Regions from separate parts of the Ovis aries genome. Here region 1 is linked to region 2. Evidence: chromatin contacts called from public Hi-C data. All regions are on one chromosome and are shown on one strand. Each heading gives the region's core, a stretch centred on a gene start, on an enhancer-like site or on the middle of the called end of the contact. The rest is flanking DNA. Distances are from core to core; before and after follow the strand shown. Region 1 holds the start of SNAI2 (snail family transcriptional repressor 2). Region 2 overlaps LOC132657166 (a long non-coding RNA gene).

Evidence for each region. A called contact is a pair of places that touch in the nucleus more often than the background predicts.
Region 1: a Hi-C map of hypothalamus shows a contact between it and region 2, with 4 times the contacts expected there. The contact joins the promoter of SNAI2 here to the enhancer-like site in region 2. A contact is called at or near these places in 6 of 16 Hi-C or Micro-C datasets (hypothalamus, liver, mixed tissues and 3 more).

What each region holds. Positions count from the first base shown.
Region 1 is chr9:32,949,947-32,955,549 of ARS-UI_Ramb_v3.0, reverse strand. SNAI2 (snail family transcriptional repressor 2) reads left to right here and starts at 2,009. Exons shown (of 3, transcript NM_001126342.1): 1 at 2,009-2,087; 2 at 2,777-3,322; 3 at 4,248-4,429. The coding sequence starts at 2,009. The coding sequence ends at 4,429.
Region 2 is chr9:32,698,396-32,703,826 of ARS-UI_Ramb_v3.0, reverse strand. The region is part of intron 1 of LOC132657166 (a long non-coding RNA gene); the gene reads right to left. Among named protein-coding and RNA genes, the nearest start is that of TRNAR-CCU, 87 kb to the left of the region's middle. Within about 2 kb of position 4,081, at least 17 of the 54 cell types and tissues checked have an H3K27ac peak or open chromatin away from gene starts, as enhancers often do. A contact at or near this core is called in hypothalamus and tail adipose tissue, where this site is marked.

The DNA.
Region 1 (5,603 bases), core at 760-3,259, 250 kb before region 2:
CGATGTCCACGTGATGAGGCATCTGTAACCCAGATTCAAGGGCTTTCCCTTGAGGAGTGAAATACTGTTCAACTCTTAGAGCAGATTGTTCACATACACACTTAAGCAGGTCATCCTGTGCCATAATTATCAACCAACAAACACACACCAGAATGCCTCCAGCCCCCTCACTGTGCTGAGCAGACTCAGGGTGGAGCTGAAGGGGGAAGTCAGTGCATTGGCATCTGGGTTTTCTCAAGGGGGTCGCGTCCATGAGAAAGTGCCTCCTGCAGGAAGCGGGCTGGGAGGGACGAGGAGAGCTCCTGTCCCAATAAACCGGCCAATCTGAAATGAAAGTGCTAGTCGCTCAGTCGAGTCCAGCTCTTTGAAACCCACCCCATGGATTGTAGCCTGCCAGGCTCCTCTGTGCATGGAATTCTCCAGGCAAGAATACTGGAGTGAGTAGCCACTCCCTCACAAAACAGAAGTTCGGAAAGTTGCTCTGGGTTATCCTGCAGTTCACGGTTTGTGGAGGACTCTGATGCATATTCATATTTTCCTGGCACCCATGAAAACTGCTTCTTTCAACATAAAGTTTCATCTAAATTCCTTTCTCTGGTGTTTGAACCAGTGACTGTTAGGAGGAAGGTAAAGGGATCCTGCACAATAGCGAGGCAGCTGGGGCCCCGCCCTCCCTGCCGCCTCACCGCAAGATTAAGAAGTTATGTGCCAGACATGCGCCTTCCTCTTGCAAGTCTTGACTTCAACTGTTATTTTTCCACTTTTTTTTTTTTTCTCCCAGCACCTGTTCGAATCAAGGGTAGGGTGGTCTGATTGCAAATTTGTTCTTTCCTTAATCTTTAAGCAAGAGGTGGAAAGGAGAAGAGATGCTTGAAAACATGGTTGAAATGTCATTTTTACAACCAGCCACTTTAGTGTATTTTTAGACTCAATACCGTACACAAAATCAAGGTGTTTTTGCTAGTTACCCGGCTAGTTTAGAAACTCAAGCGCTAGAGGAGGCACCCTTTCCTTACAAACGCCACACAGGAGAGGGGCAGAGAGATGATGCGGTGACTTTATACTGAAAAAACAGCACCACAGAAAGCAAATAAATGTTTGAAACTATTGTCCCTAACGGCCCATTCAGGCTTTTTTCCATTAAAAAAAAAAAAAAAAACCTAATGATGCGTGAAAAGATAGAAGCGCTTCTCAGAGGCCTCTGGGAGAGGGTTCCAGATTCCCACGACAGGGACCTTAGTTCATCCTTCCCTCTCATCCTGGGGGGCCTGCTTCTCCCTGAACGTGGGTCCTTTGGGGGCCACAAAGCGCTTCTTTCAAGCCCCAAAGTTAACAAGTGACACGACCGCTTTATTTCCCGAGGAAGCGCCCCTCTTCCCCACCCCGAGCCGCCAGGACACGAAGCGCATCCCCAAGCGCGCGAAGCAGGCGGGTCTCGACCCGGGCTGCCCCCTTGCAGGCCCGCGGCTCACTCACTGGGGCTTTGTCCTCGCCGCTACCTTCCTTTTTCAAAAGCCAGGAGTGAATTGCTCCGTCCCTGTGCGCGCCAAAGCTCTCCAAAGCCGCGAGGCTCCGGGAGCCTAGAGCCCAGCCTTCCTAGCCGGCGCGGAGCCCGCACCTGAAAGCCAGGCCCGGCCGGCGGACTCAGCGCGCCCGGAACAAGGACGCCCGGCTCTGCGATCAGGAAGGAAAACGACCTCTCCCGAAAAGACTGAAGCACTTTTTTCCTCTCCACTGAAAGCTCGGGGCACAGCCCATTTTGAACCAGAATAATTTAGTCTGACAACAGATTCCTCCTCTGCTCACAGCTGGCCCAGAGGGAGGAGCTGAAATCTGAACCTCTCGGCTGTGATTGGACCCTTCTCGCAAAAGAGAGGAAAAAAAGGCCTCCCCGCCGCCACCGCGGGCTCAGTCCGCGAGGAGCCCGCGACCTGGCGGCGCCGCGCGCGCACCTGCGGGGCAGAGATGCTGTAGGACCGCGCGCCCCGCGCCCCGCGCCGCCGCCAGGATGCCGCGCTCCTTCCTGGTCAAGAAGCATTTCAACGCCTCCAAGAAGCCCAACTACAGCGAGCTGGACACACACACAGGTAAGGGGCGGGGTGGGGGTCAGATGTCCGCATCTCAGTCTGTAAATAGGTAACGACAGGGGTGTGCCGCCGCTCGACTTTGATACGAAAGAGCTGGACACCCAGGCTATCTGCTCCCGAAAGAGCGGTCCTTCCTCAGATCGTTTGGGCTCGGGTTTAATTCAAAACTTCCACACTCTGAGCTGGCGAGGAGATCTTCCCTGGGCTCTTGCGACGTCACGTTCCGCAGCGTGTACATACTTGCATAATGAGGACGTGGAGGCTGGGTGAGGCAGTGGGTGAACGTTGAATTATTGCCTTTTTCATGTAATAAGGCTCCTTTCCTCCAGAAAGCGGCTTGATTTACGCCAATCCTTGTACTTACCGGCGTGAGCCAAGCAAGTACCCCACGCATAAGATGGAAGAGAACTTTTCTGTATCTTTAGAAAGTGGGTAGGTTTCCCCCTGCACTCGCTGGTCGGGCAGCCCCCCACACTCGGTCGTGTGCGGGGCCGGGGGTGGGGGGGGGTGCACAAATGAGCCTTAAGCGCAGTGACCCCGAGCAGCAGCGGCGGAAAACTAATGTCCTCCCAGCGCCTGCCTGCTCCTGGGGAGTCTGTCTCCTCGTTCCCTGCGCAGGCAGCCTGGCTCGTCACTGCGCTTTCACGGTGCCCTCTGTCTCACGCCCCGCTCCTCTCCTTTCTCCGCAGTGATTATCTCCCCGTGTCTCTACGAGGGCTACCCGGTGCCTGTCATCCCGCAGCCGGAGGTCCTCAGGTCGGGAGCCTACAGCCCGATCGCCGTGTGGACCACCGCCTCTCCCTTCCACGCCCCGCTGCCCGCCGGCCTATCCCCTCTGTCCGGATACCCCGCATCCTTGGGGCGCGTGAGTCCCCCTCCTCCGTCCGACACCTCATCCAAGGACCACAGCGGCTCCGAGAGCCCCATTAGCGACGAAGAAGAAAGGCTACAGTCCAAGCTTTCAGACCCCCACGCCATCGAAGCTGAAAAGTTTCAGTGCAATTTATGCAATAAAACCTATTCGACCTTCTCAGGGCTGGGCAAACACAGGCAGCTGCACTGTGACGCCCAGTCCAGGAAATCCTTCAGCTGTAAGTACTGTGACAAGGAATACGTGAGCCTGGGCGCCCTCAAGATGCACATTCGGACGCACACCTTACCTTGTGTCTGCAAGATCTGCGGCAAGGCGTTCTCCAGACCCTGGTTACTGCAAGGACACATCAGAACTCACACTGGTAAGAGAAACACATAGTCAGGGTGTCGCCGTCCAGCAGAAGGAAGCTCTGGGCTGGCTGTCCGATTTGCCTTAAGTGGTGACACAGTACTTTTGATGATGGATGTTCGGTTTTAGCTACTTCCTGACGACTCAAAAAGTCGTCAAAGCACAAAGGGCTCCACTGCTTGCTCACAGCCTCTGCTCCCGAGACTGCAAACAGCATTTAGACTTTGGAAAGTTAGATTCAGGAGGTTTGGTCTCAAAGATCAATTAGCAAATCAGGAGAGATGTGCTTGGAGGTGTGTTCTGTGAAATGTCTCCCAATGATTAGCAAATACAGATGTTGTTCTCCCAATCAATTGATTAGGCAGACGGACCGATGAAGTTTTTGGTTCTTGGGTTTTTGTTAGCTACATTCTTGCTGTGCTGTCTCTCACCCACATCAAGTTGGATAGTGAGAGCTGAATTTGCTTTCCGTTGTTTGCTTTTGTTTTGTTTTTGCTGCTGAGTTTTCTATTCCTAGCACAAAATCACCCTGCCAGGAGCGGGGGCACTCACCCAGGCTTAGTCATAATACAGAAGGAGGGAAAAGGGGAACTGTTGGGAAACCTGGGGAGGAGCTGGCCGTTAGCTGCACCTGCCGAAGAAGAGAACTTGAACAAGCCAAGTCCTAGGATGACAGGAATTATTTCTCTAGGACTGGCAGCAGCAATTATATATTTTTTTAACTTTTTAAATTTGATTTTTTTTAAGTGCAACTTTCGCATTTGTCTTAAAGGGCCAGACATTGAAACAAATATCGATTAAGGGGGATTTGAATCAAGTTTTGCTCCTTCTCATGCTTTTGGCAAAGTGTGAAGATTGCTGTAAGCCTCTTCTGGATTTGCATTTCCTCTGAAAACACTGACCATCTTTCTTTCTCCCCACCCTGCCCCACCCGCCAGGGGAGAAGCCTTTTTCCTGCTCTCACTGCAGCAGGGCCTTCGCAGACAGGTCCAATCTGAGGGCTCACCTGCAGACGCACTCGGACGTCAAGAAATACCAGTGCAAGAGTTGCTCCAAAACCTTCTCGCGGATGTCCCTCCTGCACAAGCACGAGGAGTCTGGCTGCTGTGCGGCGCACTAGTGACACAGCCCCTGTTTACTCGGGCGGACGCCTTTCTAGTTCACTTGTCACGCATTTTACTTGTCACTCCGCCTCTGAGTGACAAGTAAAAGTCCTAAGGCATTTTGTCTTGTGCTGACAAACCCAAATAATATGTATAGACACACACACACACACACACACACACACGCAGCTGCCAGGGCAGGGGATTCCATGTGCATCAGATTAATCCTTTCCATGTGAAGTTTAAAATGACCATATATTTACTGACCGTTAGATGGAGAGGATAAAAGACAAGAATCTTGCTCTTCTGAGATGAAGCAAAAAGCACATTGCATCTTTCCTTACTAAGAAAGAATGCAAAGATTTACTTTGCTGCCAAAGCATTTCAACTGAAAAGAACAGTGTTGCCTTGTACGGGATTTGTAATAGATTTTCCTATAGGACAAGAATCTGCCAGACACTATCTCAGGTGCCTTATAAAGTATTCCAAGTTCACTTTGTTACATGTGTCATGTCTGGTCACCATCCTTGAACTGAAGCCTGCTTTGTTACCTGTCGTACTTTAAACTTTGTTTTGGAGGGAGAGAGGGAGAAGGAAAGAGAGAAAGAACAAGAAGGAAAAACACAAGAGAATGTATTAAAAGTGTTTTTTTCTTCTTTTTTAGCCAATAAATAGTATGTGCCTTCAGGAGTCGGGAAAGGCTATTTTGAACATTCCTGGTGCATGCTCCATGTCTTATGTTTTAAAAGATTTTTAATGATATTCTAAAATCAAATAAAGATGGGAATAAGTGCAACAAAGGATTTTTAGAAACTCTGTGATGTACTTAAACAACTTTAAATGCATACAGCAAATGCAATCCACAACTGCACCCCTTCTAGCTGTCTTTTTAGTTAACTGTATAGTTGATGAGTCCATGTAAATTTGTGTTTATTTTTATATGATTGAATGAGTTTTGTATGAAAGTGAAAAGTTGTCTATAGCCAATGCCTATAAACAACCTGAAGACTTGTGAAATTTACATTTCTTTTTTTAAAAAAAAAAGTTTTCAAGGTTCTTTTTTACAATAAACATTTTTGATTTAAAATCTATTGTTTGTATGCTCTCAGAAACTTTACTTACTTCATGATTAGTTCAAACAACTATATAAAGAGCTGCTTCTTTTGTTAATAAGAGATAAAGTGAATGGTG
Region 2 (5,431 bases), core at 2,832-5,331:
CCACCAACACCACAGGGAGCCTCAGTGCAGCAGCTCCTGAGCTCCAATCCCACAATACAAGGCAGCCCAGAGGAGTGCACAGACTCAAGATGAGAGAAGCCTAACTAGAGTGAACCCAAGGAAACTCACGCCAGCACATCAACGTGGAACTTCTGAAAACTAAAGATGAAGAAAAATATCTTGAAAACTGACACATTACTTACTAAAGAACAAGTTGATAACAGGGGATTTGTGATCTGAAATCTAGCAGACCAGAAAGAAGCAGCATGACCAGGTTCAAGTGCTGAGAGGAAAGAACCATCAACCAGAAGTTCACGTTTGCACAAACCACACTTATCACAACAAACTGTGAAAAATTCTTAAAGAGATGGGAATACCAGACCACCTGACCTGCCTCTTGAGAAATCTGTATACAGGTCAGGAAGCAACAGTTAGAACTGGACATGGAACAACAGACTGGTTCCAAATAGGGAAAGGAGTACGTCAAGGCTGTATATTGTCACCCTGCTTATTTAACTTCTATGCAGAGTACATCATGAGAAACGCTGGGCTGGATGAAGCACAAGCTGGAATCAAAACTGCCAGGAGATATATCAATAACCTCAGATATGCAGATGACACCACCCTTATGGCAGAAAGTGAAGAACTAAAGAGTCTCTTGATGAAAGTGAAAGAGAAGAGTGGAAAAGTTGGCTTAAAGCTCAACAGTCAGAAAACAAAGATCATGGCATCTGGTTCCATCACTTCATGGCAAATAGATGGAGAAACAGTGGAAAACAGTGACAACTTTATTTTGGGGGGCTCCAAAATCACTGCAGATGGTGACTGCAGCCATGAAATTAAAAGACACTTGCTCCTTGGAAGAAAAGCTATTGCAAACCTAGAGAACATATTAAAAAGCAGAGACATTACTTTGCAAAGAAAGGTCTGTCTAGTCAAAGCTATGGTTTTTCCAGTAGTCATGTATGAACGTGAGTTGAACTATAGAGAAAGCTGACTGCTGAAAAATTGATGCTTTTGAACTGTGTGTTGGAGAAGAGTCTTGAGAGTCCCTTGGACTACAAGAAGATTCAACCAGTCCATCCTAAAGGAAATCAGTCCTGAATATTAATTGGAAGGACTGATGCTGAAGCTGAAACTCCAATACTTTGCCCACCAGATGCGAAGAACAGACTCATTGGAAAAGACCCTGATACTGGGAAAGATTGAAGGCAGAAGGATAAGGGGATGACAGAAGATGAGATGGTTGGATGGCATCACTGACTCAATAGACATGAGTTTGAGTGAACTCTGGGAGTTGATGATGGACAAGGAGGCCTGGCGTGCTGCCATCCATGGGGTTACAGAGTCGGACACGACTGAACGACTGAACTGAACTGAACTGAAACCACACTTGCAGAAGGAAGAGGAAATACAAAATTCTTAGACAAAGGAAAACTGAGATATTAACAGTTTTTAACTAGCAGACCTGTTCTCAAAGACTGGCTAAATGAAGCTCTATACTTCAGCTATATGAAGTTCTATGTTTTGCAAACTCCACACAAGTTTCAGAGCCAAGAGAAAAAAAGCAGGTAGTTTCTCATAGTGTTATGTGGTCAAGAGACTTTCTGTGGACTGAGGTTCATGGCCGTTGTCCCCATGCCTGGCCCCTGACCACGAACCAGGCTGACCTCCTCTCCTGCCTCCACTGCCTTGTCCCCAGGTCAGAACCCAGAACCAGGCGTGAATTAAGGGAAGTCACCCAAGCTGCTACAAACCAGAATGTGGCTGATGAAAACTATTGCACGCTAAAGCAGGAACCCATTCCCCAAGCCCACAGCCTGGTCACAGCTCTGAGCCTCCTGACCACCCTCTGAGCTCCCCTGGCCTGAGGTCAGGATCAGAGAGAGCAGCCCTACCCTGAGGCCACACAGATGAGTGCAGAGTGGAGGCTCCAACTCTGCCCAGCCAGATTAGACCACTGCCAACACGTTTGAAGTGCTCTTTCTGCTGTTTCCTTTGCTGCTCATCTTCCCAGGCTCCCCACCCCATCAGCACTGCTCTAGGAAGACCTGATCCAGCCGTTTTTGTTCAATGGACTCTCGGTCGACACCAGGCACCGTTTCTCTGACTGTGCAGAGGTGGTCAGGATATCGGGGCGTGGTGGGTCTATGCCGGATCTAGACAGTCGCCTGCTCACTGAAGTGTGGTCTCAGGTCCAGAAAGATGATGACAGCACACTCAGGTCACACAGCTAGCTATACACATCTCTTAGAAAAGACTCTTTCTTCATTCTTAAAAGTCATAGACTTCCTGGAACAAAACTAGCAATTGTCTTGCACTTTTAGGGTGAGAATAAAACCTTTACAGTAACACTCAAAACCCTGAGGGAGGGTCCAGATGCAACAGCAAATGTCTCATAAATTACCAGAGGAAAGATGAGGCCTCCAGAAGGGACTCCTTGGAAAGAATTCCTCCCCAGTCCAGTGAAATCCCAGCCACGGCAAGCAGGTGGTGGCGGGCGGGGGCAGGGGTGGGGAACTGGCCGTCATCCTCCCCACATTGTCCAAGGCCTAGCTGCTGGGCTGCACAGAGAAGACACAGAGCCCTCCCCAGAGGAGCAGGCACAGGCCAGGCCCAGGGCAAGACCCCCCACGCACCCGGGAAGGGGGCCACCTTTGACCCGGGCAACCAGTGGCTCCACGCTGCCGGGGGAACCCCAAGGCAGCCTGGTGCTCACACAAGTCCATGCAGCTGGCCTTCCTGCAGCCACGCCGAGTGTTCTCACTCACACAGGCTTTGGCCGTGGCTGGGACAGGCTCCCAGGGGAGAGGCCACCCACAGAGACCTGCGTAATCAATAGCCTCCCCAGCAGGTGCTGACAGAGTGAGCTGGAGCTGGCGTGGGCTCCCTGAGAGCCTGTGGAATGCGACCCCGCCTGGGGCTGGCAGAGGGCCCGGACCCCAGCCTCAGGAGCCCCCAGTCTCAGCCGCCTGGGCCTTGGCTAGGGGTGCATGGACACACCACAACCCCCGTTTCCCCATCTGCTGGAAAAAAGTCAAGCCAGCCCGTGAGTGGAGGTTCCTCAAGGAGCCAGGCGTCTTCCTTGGGTGAACATCAACAAGGCACAGATCTTGTCCTAAAAGCGCCGGAGGACTGGTGTGTCAAGTGTGTGTGCAGATGGGAACTTGGTATGAAAACGCCACTTCCACACGTGAAGTTTAACATTTTCCTAAACTGCCACTAACTGCCTTCATTCCCTAATGGACGGAAATCAGCTGGAAAGGGCTTCATGTGAGAAAGGCAGCCTGCTATGGAAGTCTGGAATCAGAGGTGGGCAAGTGGCCCCAGGAAAGACTGGGCCTCCGTGCTTGCAGGCCCCTCCTCCCCCTCTGGAGGTCCCTCCCCATGGTTGCCTGTAACCCCCCCAGCCCCCAGCTAGGCCCCAGCGCCAGCACCAAGGGGGAGCATACCTCCACACCTGCCCACAGGCCTGCCCCACTAACCTCTGCCAAACAGAACCCCACGCCTGCCTGTGTGTCCATCCAGACCTGGGACTAAAGCAGGACTCTCTAGTTGCTGTCCAGCCCTGCAGGTGGGTCTGCTCGGACCCCATTTCTCCCCTACCCCAGCTCTGCCAGCACACCATCAAGGTGTTCCCCAAACCGAGGGGAGTGATCTGAGCCCTGTATTGGGGGCTGGAGCTGCAGGAATTTCACGACAGTGGGACTTCAAGGCAATTAGATTAAAGTATTTATGTGAACTTGTAAAGGTTTAGAAAGAAGCCGACCATGTAATTGGTGATTTACGTAACTGTAAGATTTCATTAATTCCCCTGCAAACAAATCCTTCCCAGGCTGCACATACACCCAGCTCTCTCACCTACCCAGAGAGAAATGCATTTTGCTGGGATATAGAAGTGTTTCATTCCAAATGCTATATATGTATTATATACACTCATAAATTTCTGTGTGTATTTGTATACCACATTTAACATCTCTTGCATGGACGTCCAGCTTCAAGGAGTGAGGCTCTTCTGTGCACAAGGCCCAGTCTGTGCTGATCTGTTGTTGCCCCAGGAACAGAGAAAAGGGCCCTGGCCCAGTGCCTTCTCATGACACAAACATGGGCCAGAGGGCTGCAGGCCACCTCGCCGGCGCTGTCCACCACACACAGAACAAAATGTGCAGCTATGCTTCCATCCGGCGTCTCTCCTCTTGGCCAGAGTTGTTCCCACCCACAAGGCCCAGTTCCCGGACAAGCAGTGGAGAAGGAGGGGGGCGAGGAGGGGCTCAGGCTCAGAGTAAGCACCTCCTCCAGGCAGTTCCTGGGCACCACTCCCCACAGCACGCCCAGACCTGGCCCAGCCTCCTCTGACCTCTGTGCCACCCCTCCCTGGGGAAACACCAGCCTCCCAAGGGCGCTGTGGCTCACAGCTTCTTCTGCGTCCATTCCCTCCACTTAGATTTCTGATTCACTTCCCTTCCTGAGCTCCACCAGGGCCCCTGCTCAGTTTCATCTAACCCAGGCCTCCAAGCCAGGGGGAAGCCATGTAGCTCCCAAACCTGCCCTCCATCACCAACACCCTCTCTGAGAACCACACGCCCCTGTACTGAACGAGTACCTCACACCTGCTACAGGTGCAGGACCCCAGGTGCTGCAGGCAGTCACCACCTCACTCGGGAGGACCCTCCAAACACTGGACGCTCAGCATCCCTTCACCTGTTTCACCCACCTGCTCCCACTTGGAGTCACCCTCTCAGTTGGCATCACTTTGAGAAGGAGAACTTTTAAACATAATTTTAGTATTTAACTCTGCTCTTACACTAAATTTGATTCTGCAACTATTCTAAGAATTGCTGTGTGACTCTAAATTCATGTACCTGGAAAAGCACCGAATGTGACCAAGTGTTTAACGTGCTCAAGAAGTATTTGTTCACAGAAGGATGGATGGATGAGTGAATGGATGAATAGATGGCTAAATGGATGTTTGTTGTTCAGTTGCTAAGTCGTGTCCAACTCTTTGCTGCCTCATGGACTGCAGCACACCAGACCTCCTTGCCCCTCACCGTCTCCCAGAGTTTGCCCAAGTTCATGTCCATTGAATTGGCGATGTCGATTGAATGATGGATGGGCTGATGAGTGGATGGATGGGTGGATGAATCCAACACTGAGCACTGCCAGGAATGCCAGCGTCTCCTCACTTTGGGTTACGGTTCCAGGGAGGGAAGTAAGAGATGAGGGGTATGTGGCTGCTCCTGACCCAGGGGGGCACCCTCTCCCCTTGAGGTCTCCCGTCATTTCCAGAGGGTCTGTGTGTAGAGCTTCACAACACAGCCAGGAGCCACAGGGGCTTGAGCTGACTGGAACTAAATAAAGCAGTCATCTCAATACATAATGACACTGCAGGGCACCAGCCACTCGTCCAGTGCTCAAACATTTTGTTTTTACA